Regions from separate parts of the Mus musculus genome. Here region 2 is linked to region 1. A link is a contact called in public HiChIP or PLAC-seq data. All regions are on one chromosome and are shown on one strand. Each heading gives the region's core, a stretch centred on a gene start, on an enhancer-like site or on the middle of the called end of the contact. The rest is flanking DNA. Distances are from core to core; before and after follow the strand shown.

Region 1 (6,279 bases), core at 1,477-3,976:
CGCTGCCAGTATGCCCCTCTGAAGAATAATAAAACAATTAGCACAGGTCAGAAACCTCTTCCTATACCATTTTGTAGAGAGTAATTGTTCTGCTTTTTAGTTTTGAAAGATAAAACATTTCATTCTGACTTTAGTTTTAGACTACTCTTTATAGCTATCCTCTGAGGCTTCATAATTTTTTAGCTCATTATGTAGTTTAAAATGTGAGAACAATTGTTCAAATCCGTAATTTCTAGCCCCGAAGTTCATTTTACCTTTCTAAATCTTTGATTAATTTTAACAATGGTTTTAATTTTGACGTATCCTTTTAATTGTATTGCCAAGATAACTTCAGCTTAACTTACATCCAAAAGCGGGCTTTATAAGGAGGTCCGTTCTTTCCCTTTGTGAGGTCCGGACAATAATGTTTAATGGTGTGAACTCAGTGATGATACGTGAAGCCCACTATCATTGCTGGCCAAGATCTGCTTGTAGAATGTTTTCAGGGGGCCAAAAAATGGGGGCGGGGAGGCTAGCACGGTGTTTCATCTTCAACTTCTTTGGCTCCCATTGACACATTTAATATTTAATATGCTAGTGAGTCTTCAGAAATCCCCACCCCCAACCATTTCCAGAGTCTATAACACCTTCTATAGGCTGCCCGTAAGCCACGGGTGCCCAGTGCTTGACCAAACCCAGCAACTGGAACAGATCGTTTCTAAAGCCAACCTTCTCATTTGAAAACATTTCTGACCTGGAATTCTGCTGCTGTTTGGTGTTAACGTATTTCTCCCTTTACCTTTTGCCCACTGAGCTCTGGGATATTAACAAATATGTTAGGTTAGTTCCTCAGACACATAGAAATCCCACCTTAGGTCTTCTCCGACTCATCCTACACAGCCACACTTTATCTTTATCCTGCATTTTCTTATAGGATGCGTTAGCTTCTCCTAGCCAGTTTCTACCTTGGCATCTTAGAGTGCAGAGAAATCACTTTCCCCTTCCTTGATCTGGCTGAGTTAGACACCTAAGTCATAATTGGAATGAAATTATGTAACTGATATGCTCAGCTTCAGAGACTGAAAGCTCTCCACCCGGTTCACTGGGCTGCCGTCGGGACTCAGCTCTCAGCTCTGCAAATGTGCAGGGTGACCTGGGGGACCAAGGTGAAGGATTTTACATTTATCTCCACTGAGACACAGCTAGGTAGGCTTTCTGTCTCCTTTCTGTCTCCTGTGTTCCACAGATGTCACTCCATGTGGCATCTTCAGTGACAGACAAAATTATTCATTGTTGAGCTCAGCTGAGGTTGGCCGAGACTGAAGTTAAAGACACACAGGTTTCATTATCCAACTGCCATAATGGGGAGGGAGCAGAAAAAGTTACACCCGGAGCTCAGAGGTCTTGCCAGAGCAGGTTGGCCTGCCTGGAGCCGGCCAGGCAACTTTATGATGCCAGGCTGGGGGTAGGGGTAGGGGCTAATTACTCCAGAGCAGAATGTCTTGCCTCTCTTTTCCACCCCACCCCCTCCCCCGTCCAGCAAAGTTGAGGGTTATGACTCCTATTAGTAACCAAAGTGATTGGTAATTTGGGGTGAGTGTGAGGAGACCACAGGCCCTCAGAAGGGGCTCCAAGTTGGGGGGAGTGGACAGACCGAAAGCCCGTCATACCTGAAATGATTCTTTTGTGGGACTAGTTCTAAGTGCCAGCCTTCGCAGCTTAATTTGCATACTTAGCGCCTTGTTTGTACAGGGTTGAGAAATAGGCCCAGCTGAGGCTGAGGGACTCCCCTCAAAAGGATCCACCACAAAAGAAGGAAAAGGAAGGAAAGTAAGAAAAGGAAGGAAGGGAGGGAGGGAGGGAAAGAGGGAGGGAGAGAGGGAGGGAGAGAGGGAGAGAGGGAGGGAGGGAGGGAGGGAGGGAGGGAGGGAGGGAAAGAGGGAGGGAGAGAGGGAGGGAGGGAGGAGGGAGGGAGGGAGGGAGGGGAGGGAGGGGAGGGAGAAAAGAAGGAAGGAAGGAAGGAAGGAAGGAAGGAAGGAAGGAAGGAAGGAAGGGAGGGAGGGAGGGAGGGAGGGAGGGAGGGAGGGAGGGAGGGAGAAAAGAAGGAAGGGAGGGAGGGAGGGAGGGAGGAAGGAAGGAAGGAAGGAAGGAAGGAAGGAAGGAAGGAAGGGAGGGAAGGAGGGGGGAGGGAAGGAGGGAGGGAAGGAGGGAGGGAGGAAGGGAGGGAGGGAGAAAGGAAGGGAAGGAGGGGGGAGGGAAGGAGGGAGGGAGGGAGGACGGACAGAAGGAAAAAAGTAGTAGTAGCAGTGCCTGAAACACACAGTAACCACACCCGGCCATTTATTTCTCTTTATAGCTGAAGGCAGCGACTCGGAAACAGATCTCCTTCTTGAGGCCTCGGTGAACACTATGGAGACCAACTGTGCCTGTGCTTCAGCTCTGAGGTCACAAACCTGACACAAACATTCCTTAAGCTCTGAGGCAGATATTTATCTTTGGACCCAGTAAGGTGTGAGGTGCCTTGTTCAAGGCCTCAGCCTTATGTGGTCACCGGCCTGTGGGCTAGCCTTTCGGGAGCAGGCTTACCCAACCACTCACATGTCCACACCCATGCGCCCCTGGCACTACCTGTGGGGCCTCCAAGCTCTCCAGCCTTCCCAGTTTGCTCCCACTCACTCTGGTCTTTGCCACCACGGGCTCCCGACCTGATGCTGAGGAGGTACAGGCTTACATGTCTAGTGTTCAAAGTTCAGATTCCAGGCCTCCAGGCAAGCTCACCTGACACTGTAGGCTCCGACACCACCAGTCAGCTTCCCTGGGCTTAGGCCTTTTGGCTCCTCAGCTAAGAGCTCCCTGGTGAGGAGCAGCTCCTGGGAATTAGGCCTCTTCTGACAAGTGCCTGTTAGAGCTGTTTTTGCTTCTCCTTCTGCTGACCTCTAAGATCTTGAGCCTTCTTATTCTTCTGATTTTGATTTTCGAGTAAGATCTTGCTATAGTCTTGGTTGGCCTTAAACTCGTGACCCTCCAGTGCCAGGATTACAGGCATGCCCCACACTCAGCACCACTATTGCTCTTGCTTGCCTGGCTCTCTTGTCTCTTCTGCCATTTCTGTTTCTACTGCTTTGAATCTCTCTCTGTCTCTATGTCTATCCAGTGCAGGCTCTGTATCCATGCCTAGCATGTATAAACTTTTACAATGGTAATAATTTTATTCAGACTGCTATATCTTCAAGACAAGAAACTCTTTCTTTCTCCATAAGTAGGTGACGAAATAGTCTTTCTACTTCAAAGATTATGCCATGGTAGCAACCACTGGATGTGTGCAGTAAGGCCCAACTTCCTGGAACTCAGCCAGTCTTCACTGTAATAATTCCTGAAGAAGCCTGAGCATTGTCTCCAGTGGTGGATCTTTATAGCCAAAGGATTTGTGACAAACCAACACTCATCTACCATCCACAACATCCACAGTCTATTGTACATAGGAAGGCCATGGGGCATCACAGTTCAGACACACGTGGAGTGCAGTATGCTTCTCTGAGCACACTGAAGGCAAATGGAAGGACACTGAAGGGCAGAGTACCAAGCAGAGAAGAAAAGGAAAGAGGATTGCCCATTCAGGAACAGAAAGCTAAGTTAAAACATCGTCCCAGGACGAATCTCGGTTTTGCAAAATGCTACAGGACACCCTCATTAATTCAATTTCTAACAAGTAGAAAATGCTTCTGGGTATTACAAAATCCTTTTCAAATGCCCTCCTTCATCAAGTCTAGCACTGGAATATCACTGGACTATCCTTATATTTAATGCATACCTGGAATATATGCATACTATTTCTTGCATACTTGGAATATACCAGACACATTTATGGATGATGTTTGTGAGATATCAGTGGCCAACACAGAGAAGATTCCTCCCTGGTCTACGGCCGGCCCTCGCCTTCTAGGGAGGTGGACAGATGAGGAAAAGCAAAGATGACGATCTCAGACCGTAAGAGCTGCTCTTGAGGCTGGACCACGAGGCAGAACGTTCACGTGAGTGAGCACTCACACAGAGAAGATGCACAAGCACAAACTGAACCAGGAAAAGGAGCCAGGCACCGGGAAACGGGGAAATAACACTCAGGCAAAGGACCCAAGGCTGCAATGGAAAGAAAGAGGATGGCTTTGCCAGCTTGGGCTATCTACAGAGCTGAAGTCTGAGACAAAGCCTGACGGGTCTCTGGGGCAGCACGCTGGATCTTACAATGTGACTGTACATAGTGTGGTTTTGTCTGCTGCTGACATGGCTGCAGGAACTTCCCACCACCAGCTTCATCGGTGCATGTCTTTACTACTCTCATGGCCTTCGTTTAATATATCTTCTGTTGTTTTTTTTTGTTAACATTTAATATTTTATGTGTTTGTTGCTTACCTTTACAGCAGCATACAGTGACATCCTTTGCCTGGGCACTCTCATCCGTTCCGTCGCTCTGTTCTAGCGTACATTTTAGGGAAATGTGCATTTGTCTTGGTCTGTGCAGTCTATATAAAGTGTAAATCCCCAAGGTATTCCTATAGATTTGTTTTGGATTGAAAAGGTCTTGGGGACCAGGCAGATTTGAACACTTAGATTTTTACCTAAAGATTCTTTTTCCATAGCTCCAAGAAACAAAACCAATGATCCCCAGGAGCCTTTTAGGATATTACTGGCGTTAGAAGCCACATTGTTGCAAGTTATAAGGGCATGCCTAGAAATGCCAAACCGAAAGGACTCAGAACATTTCTCTTCTTTAATAAGCTCCGTTCATGTTTCCAGAAGTCTAGAAGTTTCCTCCATGGCTCTCATTCCAGAAAAAAAAATAGGTACTTCAAAATCTTATTCTTAAGTAAATATACCTAAATATGGGTATGTCTGAAATAGAATCAGCCCCGTGGTACAGCAGTGCTGTACCTATCAGCATGCTCTCTGCAGCTGGGATAGTGGCAAGCGGCCAGTGTGTTATCCTCTAATCCATTGCTAGTCTACCTTCTGAGTGTTATAAATATTCATACATGCCATAGAAAGCTATAAAGGGCTTTATTCAAACATTTTTTTGAATACCCCTTTATGTTTCCCCCAAAAGAAAGAATGCCTGAAAATAATTTTTTTTTTTGCATAAGGATAAGAATGTGAGTTCTCTTTTGTTCATACTCAAAAATCCTGAAAGCCAATAAGCAGTAAATTCTCTAATCCTCATTTCATACCTCAAGGGTGAAGACGCTGAAAACACAAACAAACAAACAGCAGCGTTGGCACGCTGGCTTGCTGTGCCTATGGAGGCCAGCACCACAGAAAGGTGTTGGTGCCCCTGGCTGCCCTTGGTGACTTCTGCCCCTGCCAGCGGCTCCCACTGGGGACACAGCCCAGCGGGTCCACACACACAGACTGCCGACCCTGCTTGTACCTGGTCTTTGTTGACGGATGCCTGACAAGAACTTAGAGCATACAACATGTCTTTCTCCAAGGCACTTAGGGCTAACTGTAGATGAGGGTGACGGTTAGTGGTGCCCAGAAGAAAGGTGGGCCAGCTGGTGGGAGAAAAATGCTGGAAAGCTAGCCGACACTAATTGATCAATGTTGACTGATAATGTCATGTTGATCGGTCAGGTTTAGAAAGCCAATCAAATCGATTTTGATTTGAACTTCTACTTAGTTTTCTACTAAGACTTAACTTGTGGAAGGACATTTCTGAAATGAATCTGTCTGGTAATATGATTTATCAAATAAAATAAAGCTTAGAAAGCTGCTGGCACAGAGGGCAAAGAGTGCTTTCCCAAAATCTTCCTCTCCCTCTCCTGCATAGCAACAGAACCCTTGATTTTTAGTGAGACGCACTGATCCCCCAAATGAGGGCTAGGATGCAGATGTGACGGTGGGCCATCATGGACCGCGTGAAATCGGAAGAGAGCCGAAGCCAGGGACCTTTGCTGTTCCTCAGAGTGGAGCTACCATATTCACTTGAGACTTTGAAGTGAAAAGAAATAAACTTTCTGTGTTTCTAAACAATTATCATGATGTCCAACTGACTAGGGCTTGTGTGTCACAGCTACAATGCTAGCTTAAACCATTCGGTGGCTACGAAACAAACGTGGCCACCCAGAAAGCAGAACAGTTAGGACCTCCTCCCGGACTGCCTAACAGGAAGGAGTTCACTACTGTGATCCTGGGGTACATGAGGAGCCTCCTCCTGGTCATCTTGACTTCCTCTGCAGGCTGTGGAGAGAAAATGGCTCTAGAAACTCAGAGATAATCCTTAGCCGAAACTCAGAGATAATCCTCATC
Region 2 (6,279 bases), core at 1,018-3,517, 790 kb before region 1:
CTTTCTTTGGGGAGGGGGAAGGGTGGTGTTTAAGACAGGGTTTCTCTGTGTTGCCCTGGCTGTCCTGGAACTCACTCTATAGACGAGGCTGGCCTCAAACTCAGAAATTCTCCTGTCTCTGCCTCTCAAGTGCTGGGATTAAAGGTGTGCACCACCACTGCCCGGCTTATTTTCTTTTTTATTGATAAACAGTCACACAATCTTATATCTAGCCTTAGGTTTGGGGCTAACAGCCAGCCAGCCCTTTAAAAGATTTCTTTTTCTCTTGTAGGCATAGCGTGTTCACACTCATCCTCCAGTACTGGAAATGAGCAGATTCACACAGAACAGGCATCAGTATGTAGAAGGTCCATCCCTGATGCTACTGTTTTACAGGGACCCTCTGAGACCATTCTGTTGGCTGGCTACCTTCTGGGCTCATTGACGTCTGATCTCTGCATCCTGGCCAATTCAGTCTCGACCAAGTAGATCAATTGCTTTTCTTTGGTTTGTGGTCTCCTTGAAGAATCCTCAGCCACCATGATAGCATCAGCGGCTGGACAGGAAGTTTCTCTTTGCCCTCAGCATCTTTGCTTTCAGTTCCTTAGAAATCCAAACCAAAATGTAACTGGTTGATATATAGGCCAAGTGAACACAAACTGCATTGGGCAACAGTCTCAAAATGGGACCAGCAATTGTATCAGTATATGTGTACTAGCAAGAGCCTTTGTCAGATGTGCCATCCTGCCATCTCATTAAACAGCATTTATTTATTTTTTTATTTAGCAAAGCTTTACATTCATTTGTTTTTGAAGAACTTCAAGTTTTTTATGCTTGTAAGAGCCAAGTTTGGTTTTTTGTTTTTGTTTTTTTTTTTTATAAATAAGCTAAAATACAGTAGTCTGATGAAATTATAGTCATCACAGAAATTATAATTGAAACAGTGAGATCTTTTCCTAGAGATGTCAGCACATACTATTATCATAGAGTGTGTGTGTGTGGTTGTGTGTGTGTGTGGGGGGGGGTATAGCGTAGGATATGAGTATGGTATATATACTGAGCTCATAGAGGCCAGATAAGACATCCCTACCCTGGTCCTAACCCTGAGAAGTTAATGTGATAGTGTGTGCAGGAGGCCTGAAGTTCCAGGCACCCTAATAGGAGATCAGTCCAAGCTGCTGGAAGGACAATGAGTAAGGACAGGCATGGTTCAGGGTCAAAGTGCACATAGCCTAGGCTCTGGAGGTTCTGTAGTAAACCATCCAAGATCCTGTTACCCTGTTTTACCCCATTTAACCGAGGGTTTCCTAATCATTTCCTTTCTCATTATTTTGACACCCAGTATTTGATGTTTGATTTTGTAACATCCCTCTCCCCAGATATATTTTAGTAAAATTGCAGCAAGCTAGGTTTTGTTTTTTTTTTTTTTTTTTTTTTTTTTTGACAGTGAACTAACAGCATCGTGGTTTAAGACAATTTTGCAAGAATGTTTGGACAGTCCAGTGGACTCCTGGTTTCTCCCTGTGTCAAAATCAGCTTGGGAAAACCACTGTCGAAGCGATGCAGTCCTGCTGTTTTTCTCTTCTGTTTTCTCTTTTCTTTTCTTCTTTCTTTCTTTCTTTTTTGCACAGATCTCTGATGATGAGGTGATGGCTTATATTTGTAATTTGTATGCTATTAACTGTTTGTTACAGAATGCATTATCTCAGTTTCCCCCATAGCAACTCTAAGTACAGGGAACTTACTCTGTTATGGGACTTCCAGCGCGCGCGCGCGCGCGCGCGCGCGTGTGTGTGTGTGTGTGTGTGTGTGTGTGTGTGTGAGAGAGAGAGAGAGAGAGAGAGAGGCAGACAGACAGACAGACAGACAGAGACAGAGAGAGGTGATGTGTTTCTTTGATCACATTATCTAGGTTTCCCATTGTAGTTAAGTTAGAATGTTGCCTGTAAATTCCTATCGGGACTTTGTTCTCCATTCCTCAAACTAGTAATCATTCCTGTCACTGTCTGAGGACAATGAAGCCTTGAGGACCCCAGGAAAAAATGTTAACCAGGGTTCTCAGTCATCGACAGCTCGCAGCACACGGCAGGGCCATCATGGGGCCACACAGAAGCACCAAGAAATCCTTCACATTGTGCAATGGGGTCTGACTTCTCCCCATTGGTCCAGGTCTTCATGCTCTTTCCACGTCCGCCCAACTGCGTCACGTTTTTTCAGGGAGTGTGTGTGTGGGGGGAGGGGGGGGCTGCATACTACCGCAGATATTCCCGTTGGCTGGGAGGCGCCCCTCCTGTGCTTGGCTCATCTTGCCTTGGAGCCTCCTCCAGAGCGTGGGGGTGGGCCTGGGCTCAACAAGTCAGTCCCAGGAAGGCGCAGCCCTGACCCTGCGGCCCTCCCTGCTGGGAGCTCCGGGGTGGGGCGAGACCCAGGGAGGACAGCGCCTAGGACAGGTCAGCTCAAGCCAGCCCTGTGGTGCACACAGCTGGGGGCGACGGGACCCTACTGGGCTGTGGGCTGAGTGAGGTCAGGCCCCGCCTTAGAAAACACAGATCAAGAGTATTCCTGGGGTTTTGTTATGAAAGGTCTGGGTGGGTGGGTGGTGGGTCAGATTCTTTCATCAACCCTTCCAAAAAGTCCCTTCTTCTGAAAGTGGGTCTTGCTTCATAACTAGAGGAAGGGGACTGTGGAAATACGTCCTTAGTGGTGCTCGCTGGAGTGAACACCCATGAAGGATGAGGGTCTTAGGCTCCGGCATCGCTCTCTCCTAAGTTCCATGTTGGGGGTGTGAAGTTTGAAGTACCTGCAGAGGCACTGACTGTTCTGCTGAGGTCCACAAGGCCTGTGATTCACAGCAAAGCTCAGTCTTGCATCGTGACTGAAGTGCTGAGGTTGTCAGACTGCTCCAGAGAGCGCCGGCTGTTCCTGCCCTGCCCTTGGAGATACTGAGATTCGTTGTTAGAGAAACACACTCTCCTCTTACCCCTCACTCACTGCTTCTGAGTCCAGATTGCAGACTCGGAAGTTTGTTTCTAGTGACAAAGGATTGGATGCTTCCTCATTGCCTCGGGACATCACACAGAAGTCACAGTTAACAGCCCACCTCTGGAGAAAGACTTTAGGAGTCAAATCGGAGCTCTGGTTCACACTAATTCTCAGCCCTTCCTGGAAGTTACTCATTCCCCTGTTATCAAGTGAGGAGAGTAAAAATAGTGCCTACCTCACAAGCTTTACTGGAAGGTTAACCGGAATGATTCAAGTAGAGTTTATTTAGAGTTTTAGACTGTTTTGCAATGCGATAACTGCATTACCGGGTAGTTTATAAGAGAAGAGGGGCTGGTCTGCCCAAGGTTCTGAAAGATGTGAAGCCACAGGCATGTTGCAAGAGACTGAGAGCTGTGTCACTCCATAGCAGAAGGCATAAGGACAAAACAAGAGAATAGAGGAACACCAGGGTCTGGCTCAGTTTTATATCACAACGCTTCTTATGGTAACCCCTTTTCCGAGATAAGGACATTCATCCATTCGTAAAGGCACAACCTCCACACCTAATCCCTTATTTGGCCCTGGCTCCTAAGACAAAATGGTCATGAAAAGCTCACAGATATCGAGAGAAAGGTTTTTATAGGAATTTCAGAGTTATGGAAAATTCTTTACCAGGCAAGATGGATTGAAGAAAACAATATGTGAAGTGCCTTGCTAATTTAGAGGTACACAAATGCGTTTACCATGTATAGAAGTCTCAAGTATGAGCCGGGTGTGGTAGCGCACACCTTTAATCCTAGCACTTGGGAGGCAGAGGCAGGCAGATTTCTGAGTCCAAGGCCAGCCTGGTTCTCAAAGTGAGTTCTAGGACAGCCTGGGCTCTACAGAGAAACCCTGTCTCGAAAAAACAAACAAAACAAACAAACAAAAAAAAATCTCAAGTATGTAAACTTTAAGAAATAAAATTGAAAGAGAGCAGGCTGACAATAATAGCGGCTGTCACTGTGTAGTAGAGTTGTGGCTAATGTTCCCCACTTTCTGTCTTATCACTTTTGATCCTTTCCCAACCTACTTTAAATGTTGCTTTGGAAAACTACTTCAAATTATTTATCTTTGTATATGTATTTATGTATCCATATACAGGTGTGTGTATGTGTGTGTGTGTGTGTGTGTGTGTGTGGGTGTGTGTGTGTGTTTGAGAGAGAGAGAGAGAGACCTTATTTTTGATAGTGAGGGATGTAAAGGCCTTTAGAGGGCAAAAAATGTCCTTAGAAGATTTCTAAAACTTCACTGTTTTTTGAGATCAGCCAATCCTTACTGATTTGTACTAGGAAGTCACTCTGTTTCTGTTTGAAGGATAAAGACACCTCGTTTGTACTAGGTACAGTATCTGCCTTTCCCATCTAAGGAGACTTTCTTTAAAGTGCCAAGATATTGGGCAGGCATGGGAAGTGAGAACAGGGGTTCTCACTGTATGATCAATATACATTGTATACATGTACGGAATTGTCAAAGACCAAAGATAAAACACTCTTTCAAAAGTATCTAAGACAAGGGATCAAAATCCTAGAAGGTTCCTGTTAAATCCAGAAAGGCAAAATGGGTTGAGGGGTTCTAGGGTAGCCATCACTTACATTACCATGTTACTTTTTCAAAGTTTCTTAAGTGGGTTTATAGCCCAATGGTAGAGTGCTTGCCTGCCACGTATGAAACTCTGGGTTTGACCCTTAGTACTAGAAAAAGAAAAAAAAAATCCAAATTTACCATTTACTTCAAACTTACCTTCCATTTATATTGAAAATTAGGACGTGTTGCTTAGTCTGTACACAGGATCATCTCCTCAACAAAAATGTCCTTTCAACTGACTCAGGCCTTGTGCTGATGCCAGGGGTTCCACTGAGGGCCTAAGGCTCAGGATGGACCCTCTTGTGCATGGAGACATAGAAGGAATTGTCTCAGGAATTTACTGAAGACAGGCACAGAGAATCTACTGGGATGAGGCAGAGAGACAGGTCCGGGCAGAGAGGCAGGAAACGTTTAATTGATGACTAGTTCTCTGGGTTGAGGGTGAATCTTCAGTGTTTAAGTATGTAGTTCTTCCTAACATGAGACACATTTTCATGCTTTGTCCTAATCCAGTTAGAATACTAGCCAGCTGGTTGTAATTTTTAACAAACTAAGGACACACTTTGTGATACTTTTCTTCATTAATCAATGCAATAAGTTTATAGCATTCAAATCATTTAATTAATTATAATTAATTAATTAATTAGTCTGGATTCCTCTGTGTAGCCTTGGCTATCCTGGAGCTCATTATATAGTCCAGACTGGTTTCGAACTCACAGAGATAGATCCCAGGTGCTGGGATTAAAAGCTTGTGCCACCACTAATTATTGAATTAGAATTCATCTTATCCCACTGCATTTTTAAAATTGGGCATATTAAAAAATCGGGCTTTTATCAGATTTGGACATTAAGCATTCCTTTTTAAACCAGGTGGATAATTATACTCACTCCCAGGAGTTGGGGATTGGTTCCAATGCTTTGAATTAATCCAAACCCCCCAAATCAGAAATCTGTATGTCCAAACACTGAAGGTCCTTGTCCCCAGTTGGTTTTTGATTGATCAATAAAGAGCCAATGGCCAGTGGCTGGGCAGGCAGACTGAGGCAGGACCTTTAGCTTTGGGTGGGCTAGGAACTGGAAGAGAGGAAGAAGGAGAGCTTGCCATATCTCAGGGGGAGATGGATTAGTTTTAGAGCTGCAGAAGGAAAATCATCCAAAATGTAGGTGAAAAGGAATGTGGTGCCTAGAAGCGTCTTGGGCAGCAAAGACTAAGGAGCCACCCAGAAGGAGCCCCCCACTCTTGATACACTGGTTGGCGATTTCTAGCCATTTTCTTCCTTTTCTTTAAAATGTATTTATTTGATGCCTGTGCTCATGGAGGCCAGAAGACAGCATTTGGATCCCCTGGGACTAGAGTTACAGATTGTGGTAAACTACCTAGTGGGTGCTGGGAATCACCCAGGCTCTCTGGAAGAGCAACTAGTGCTCTTAACCACTGAGCCATCTTGTTTTGCTTTCTTATAGAAAGTGGAGAACTGCAATACCAGTACTGAGTTATTTTAGGCTTTGAAATTTGTTTTCCTAATCTTTTATAGTTATGTCGTCTATGAATAATTTGACAAGGGCTTGTATTCTTTAGTTTTTAAGGGGCCTGCCTGCTTTTATAGAGCCCTCTCAAAGCACTTAACTTCATTTTCATAATTTGAAGTTGTTTTGTTGTTGAGGGTTTTTTTGTATTCATATTTCACCATA

The links. HiChIP or PLAC-seq counts read pairs in DNA pulled down with a chosen protein or histone mark.
Region 2: an H3K27ac HiChIP or PLAC-seq map of acute myeloid leukemia shows a contact between it and region 1, with 6 times the contacts expected there. The contact joins two enhancer-like sites. A contact is called at or near these places in 3 of 39 promoter capture datasets (cranial neural crest, hippocampal neurons and pre-B cells) and 2 of 115 datasets of contacts at active chromatin or transcription factors (acute myeloid leukemia and embryonic basal ganglia).

What each region holds. Positions count from the first base shown.
Region 1 is chr2:72,244,443-72,250,721 of GRCm38.p6, reverse strand. The region is part of intron 29 of Rapgef4 (Rap guanine nucleotide exchange factor (GEF) 4); the gene reads right to left. Among named protein-coding and RNA genes, the nearest start is that of Map3k20, 38 kb to the left of the region's middle. Within about 2 kb of position 2,726, at least 8 of the 459 cell types and tissues checked have an H3K27ac peak or open chromatin away from gene starts, as enhancers often do. A contact at or near this core is called in acute myeloid leukemia, where this site is marked.
Region 2 is chr2:73,034,514-73,040,792 of GRCm38.p6, reverse strand. No RefSeq gene overlaps it. Among named protein-coding and RNA genes, the nearest start is that of Gm39850, 29 kb to the right of the region's middle. Within about 2 kb of position 2,267, at least 137 of the 459 cell types and tissues checked have an H3K27ac peak or open chromatin away from gene starts, as enhancers often do. A contact at or near this core is called in acute myeloid leukemia, where this site is marked.